2 separate regions of the Zea mays genome follow, and region 1 is linked to region 2. Evidence: chromatin contacts called from public Hi-C data. All regions are on one chromosome and are shown on one strand. Each heading gives the region's core, a stretch centred on a gene start, on an enhancer-like site or on the middle of the called end of the contact. The rest is flanking DNA. Distances are from core to core; before and after follow the strand shown. Region 1 holds the start of LOC100274470. Region 2 holds the start of LOC103632673 (protein STRICTOSIDINE SYNTHASE-LIKE 10).

The links. Hi-C and Micro-C count contacts between places; a contact is called where the count stands out from the background.
Region 1: a contact with region 2 is called in a Hi-C map of bundle sheath, with 2.7 times the contacts expected there. The contact joins the promoter of LOC100274470 here to the promoter of LOC103632673 in region 2. A contact is called at or near these places in 11 of 25 Hi-C or Micro-C datasets (bundle sheath, ear, endosperm and 4 more).

What each region holds. Positions count from the first base shown.
Region 1 is chr7:106,658,248-106,660,947 of Zm-B73-REFERENCE-NAM-5.0, forward strand. It overlaps LOC100274470, which reads right to left and starts at 1,258. Exons shown (of 7, transcript NM_001148829.1): 1 at 810-1,258. The coding sequence starts at 1,195.
Region 2 is chr7:106,529,382-106,532,081 of Zm-B73-REFERENCE-NAM-5.0, forward strand. LOC103632673 (protein STRICTOSIDINE SYNTHASE-LIKE 10) reads left to right here and starts at 1,314. Exons shown (of 3, transcript XM_008654423.3): 1 at 1,314-1,687; 2 at 1,790-2,062. The coding sequence starts at 1,383. It overlaps LOC103632672, which reads left to right. Exons shown (of 1, transcript XM_008654422.4): 1 at 1-380.

The sequences.
Region 1 (2,700 bases), core at 8-2,507, 130 kb after region 2:
GGGTTCTCCTTGTTGCTTTCTGTCAAAAAATATTATGGGTCCGTTTGGCTGCTGGTAAATGCAGCTGTTGGTGACTGTCAGTACAGTAAATTTGCGAGATGAGGCTGCTGAAGCAGCAGCTGGACAAAAGCATATTACAAGCAGCCAATCAAAAGTACAAAAGCACCTAATTCCTATATAACCAAACTACACACAAGTTTGCTCCATGACCTACAAAACCAATAAGTTCCCAACATGTAAATAAACCAAGTATGGCATACATATGCACTTCCACAAATTTGGGAACATGTCCGGTGTAATTAATCATGTTGGTGCAAGTGTGACTGCTATTTTACATTTAACGATGACTGCTATTTATCAAGCGATCTAGTGCATCCAATCAAAATCCAATGGTGTCTGCTATTTTACATTTAACCCCTTCTAGTTAAAACCTAGTAACTATTTTACATTTGTAACCCCTTCCATATGAAACCATTGAATCTAGATTAGATGTTCTGAATGATTTGAATGCACAATTGCACCAAATGAGTGATTGCAAAGGATATGTCCCCCACAAATTTAGCCACATTTTACTTCAAACTTTTAGGGTAGTCACGAGAAGATCCAAAGCATCATTTTCAGATAGGAGTCAAACTAATCAGCTCACTAAACCCCCATGAACTGATGCAGTTCAACTATGGATCACAGCCAAATGACACACGCACACCACGTTTTCCAACTACCCACTTTGCAGCAGTCACACTGGTGATCAAACAGACAGATCCATCATTCGAACAGAAATCAATCCGAGACAGTGATATCCAGCTCACCTCACATCGACGCCTATGAGCTTAGGCGCGATAACCTCGTTGATGTTGCGCACAGCTTGGAGTACGCCCTTCCCGCCGTATACGGCCTTGTCACCGTCGCGGAGCTCCAGCGCCTCGTAGATCCCCGTGGACGCCCCGCTGGGCACCGCGGAGCGGTGGAGGCGTCCGTCCCCGGCGACGAGGTCGACCTCGACGGTGGGGTTCCCGCGGCTGTCCACGATCTGCCGCGCGCGGATCGATCGCACCGCCTCTGCTCCAGCTGCCGCCTTGGCCGGAGACAAAGCGGTGGAGATCGCCGCGCGGATGGCGACGGCGCGGCGCGATGGAGTTGCGGCGGCGGGGAGGAGGGACTTCGGGGAGGGGAGCACGAGGTGCGGGTGGGCCATGTGTCGGAGGCGGAGGGTGGCGAGCCTGGGAGGAGGACGAGGCGAGGGTTTACTTATATGGCGGCGGGCCACGGTGACGGTGGCGGCGAGGTAGAGGTAGAGGTCGTCGTGCCTTTTTGCTGGGTCGGGCGGAGGCGGCGAGGTGGCATTGGCAAGGGGTTTCGGCGAATAAATTTTTTGAATAAGGCGGGGTTGGTGGAGGCGACGGATCGGAGGTGGCAGGTGGGGCTCGCGTGCCATTGAGAGTCTGCTGCTTTTGCTGGTCGTTGGCCTTTGAGGTGGCGCGTGGCCGGGTGGGTTGGTCTGGCGCAGGCCTAGGCGTGGGAAAAAAATTCCGTGCGAACTGGCCGCAACACACATCACAGTGAAGCGGTCTGGATTGGTTACGCGTGATAATCTTATCGGTTAGGCCTTGTTCGTTTGTGTCGGATTGCACCCGGAATCGTTCTACCTAATCAAAGTTTATATAAATTAGAGAAGCAATCCGGTTCGGAATCATTCCGACCCACCAATCCGGTAGAAACGAACAAGGCCTTAGGCCTTGTTCGTTTCTGTCGGATTGCACCCGGAATCGTTCCAACTAAGGCCTTGTTCGTTTGTGTCGGATTGGTGGGGCGGAACGATTCCTAGCCGGATTGTTTCTCTATTTTATATAAACTTTGATTAGTTGGAACGATTCCGGGTGCAATCCGACGTAAACGAACAAGGTCTAATCAAAGTTTATATAAATTAGAGAAGCAATCCGGTCAGGAATCGTTTCGACCCACTAATCCGGCAGAAACGAACAAGGCATTAGCTGGACAGACACATATAAACCTACGCGCAACGCCACCTTGTCTTCGACTCGGCTCGAGATGTGAAGACTAAAAAGGATCACGGCTCGACGCTTTGGTGTTGGGAGAGATGTGCGGCTGGATTGCAATGTTGCCATAGACTGTTGAGTTCGTGTAGCTGTTAGACGAGATTTGTAAGATGGGAAGCTGGAACGAGGAGGCCTGCCCCATGTCTGAATCTCAGGCCACTAAGCGTTTGATGAAATGACAAAAAGAGTTCTGGCCGAAGAAAAGCAGCAATGTTACAAATATAAAAATAGAATAAACATGAAATTTACCTTGTCATCTAAAATATGGAATGTTTGAGTCCTTATACAAAATAAAAACCAAAGAGTAAAGTCATATATTTTCATTATCTAGCACTCCATCAAAATGTAATTGGCTAATAGCTGATGCAGCATCTTTATCAACTCCAAATAAGAGACTGGTGTATCCTTCTTGTATACTACGAGCATCCATCATAGAAGAAGTCATGTGCATATTAAAACCCGGCATTGTGGCATTAGCATAAGAACCCTGACTTGATGGAATTATCGTAGTTGAAGGTTGGCCATATATCGTGTGGCAAGCTATTAGGTTCAATTGTACTGGCATCGAGGTTCTATGTCACAGGATATAAAATCATGCATTAAACTTACATGTTAAGTATAATATAAAATATATAATTGATAC
Region 2 (2,700 bases), core at 64-2,563:
TCGTCCAAACGCCAAGGTTACTGAGCCAATATGGGCCAAGTAGTGGGTCCGCTATCTATGGGTCGCTTGATGTTCGAGTAGTACTATATAAAAGACAAACACTTGTGTAATAGGGGCATGAACAATTTAGCTATCAAATATCAGATAAACTCGTCTTCCTCCCAGCTATTCCCTTCTCCAAGTCTTATTCTCCTCTGAGCTCTTCCTCTTGGATCCCCCTTCCCAGGTGTTGCTAACAATAAGTCCATCTCAAATTCATGGGGTGAGAGATGGAAATTGATTCTATAGATTTACATGCTATTTTTCTGATGTACAAATTATAACACACTTTTCTACTTGCTTCGCTATAACATATATATAGTATATAACTGTCTCTCTCATATGATTTAAGATAATATATAAATATATTACATATATGTTCATAATTAGTTTTGTCTAAATTATAATTATTGAAATGGAATTCAATTCCAACCAAACAAATAAACGGGGCCTAATTCTATTTTTGGTACCTGCGAGCTGCTAGCGCGGCATGACATCTCACACATGAACTCGTGGAATAGTTGTACGAGTCGTCATGATCTCACCGGCTATCTCATCCCAGCGATTACCAACACTGATGGCAACGCTTGCTTGCAATTGCAATGCAGCGACCACATGCGCGTGGTGGCCCTGGGCGCCTGCTGCGGTAGGACCACCGCTCGCGCCGTGCCGCCGTGTCGCCGTGCTCCTCTTACTCCAGGCGAGGCTCTCGTTCCCGAACGGCGGGCGTGGTGGTGCGCCCCGACAGCACGCACGTGGTAGTTGCCCACACGGCGCTGGGCGAGCTGCAGACGAGGCACTGGGTCCGTCATCCGTGGCGGCCGGACGGGCACGTCCGAGACCTTTTTACGACGGGGAACTCGGTGGCGCTGAGCAGGGACTTTTTTACGCGGTCGGCGGCGAGGCCGGGCGGCCGGCCAAGACGCCCACTGTCGACGTCAGGCAAGGCATTGACGGGCGCTCAGTTTCGTCCTTTCTTTAGTACTCTTGGTTCCGTCTTTAGTACGTCAGGCAACGTGAAGGAAGCTCTTCCGTTCCGTCTTCATTTTTTTTTTGCCGGATTGCAAAACCCTAGGCGCGGCCCGCCACACGGCTCGCGTTCGCAAAGGCCGACTTTTACAAGCCCAATAGGTAGTAGGATGCTTCAGTACCTTGATCTGTCATGGGCACAGTTGTCTTACTTGTCTGTGCAGTGTGCACTTCCGAACTCCGACGCCCGCCGGGTCATGAGCCTGACAACTTTGTATATAAGAGGCACATGCCTGTCCGGACACACAAACAAAACACAAGCATATACCGAAAGCAAGCAAGGCTTCTTTTTTTTTTCTTTCTCTCCCAAGAACATGGAGGCTCCCTCCACCTTGCTCCAGCTCTCCCTCTCCTCCTCCTCGTCTCTGGGTCTTCTTCTGCTGCTGCTGCTGCTTGTGCAGTTGCCGTCCATGGCCAGCTGCCACGAGGAGATGAAGTCCATCTACGTGGGCCAGAGGGTTCTCCCCGTGCGCCTCGGCCGGCCGGCGTTCGGGCCCGAGAGCCTCGCCTTCGACCACCGCGGCGACGGGCCCTTCACCGGCGTCTCCAACGGCCGCATCCTCCGGTGGCGCGGCGCCCAGCGCGGGTGGACCGAGTTCGCCCACAACCACAAGCACGAGTACGTATATATTTATATATAATATACACGCGCCGGCCGTACGCACGTTGCATTGGTCGTCTATCTATTGGCCGGTGACGCTGCTGTCGCTGCAAAGCACAGGACGGTGGCCATGTGCGCGGCGAAGAAGAGGCTGGTGGTGCCGGAGAGCGCGTGCGGGCGGCCGCTGGGCCTGCAGTTCCACCGCGCGTCCGGCGACCTCTACTACGGCGACGCGTACCTGGGGCTGATGCGCGTGGGGCGCCGCGGCGGCCTGGCGGAGGCGGTGGCCACGGAGGCCGGCGGCGCGCCGCTCAACTTCGTCAACGCCGTCGAGGTCGACCAGGAGACCGGCCTCGTCTACTTCACCGACAGCAGCGCCACGTACCAGCGGAGGTACGTACGGTCCGATCCTATCCGATCCCGCGCCACGCACACACAGGCACACAGCTAGCATTTGCGAACCATTTCAACTGAAAACTGTTCCTATAGCTATAGAACTCGTTCCCGAGGAACCGAACCAGAGCCCTTAGAGCATCTCCAAGAGACTCTTTATTTTTTACTCTCTATTTGACTCTTTATTTGTTTCTCCATAAATATTAAACTCTATATATAACATCTTATTCCAACAGACTCTCCAAAATATAATTTAGCTTGGCTAACGAGAGTTGCTAGCCAAATTTGGCTAGTGAGGGAGTTAATTTAGAGAGTGAGATAGCTTAGCAACTTAAATGGCTACTCTGTTGGAGAGCTATTATGCTATTAATTATCTAAAATTTAGCTTGACAAGCTATTTAGCTAGTCTCTTGGAGATGCTCTTAATAATGTACTGCAGTAACGACACACGCGGGCCGCCTGTATACGTGTACGGACGTAGTAGATGTTGCGTATATGCGCGTACGCACCGTATCTTTTTAATTCTCCTTTTATGATTTGCCGCAAGTACATACATACAGACAAAAAGGTGTAGTGTTGACAAGTACTGTGCGGAGCGGAGTAGTAGGGATCGATGAGCGCGGAGGCAGGCATGTGTG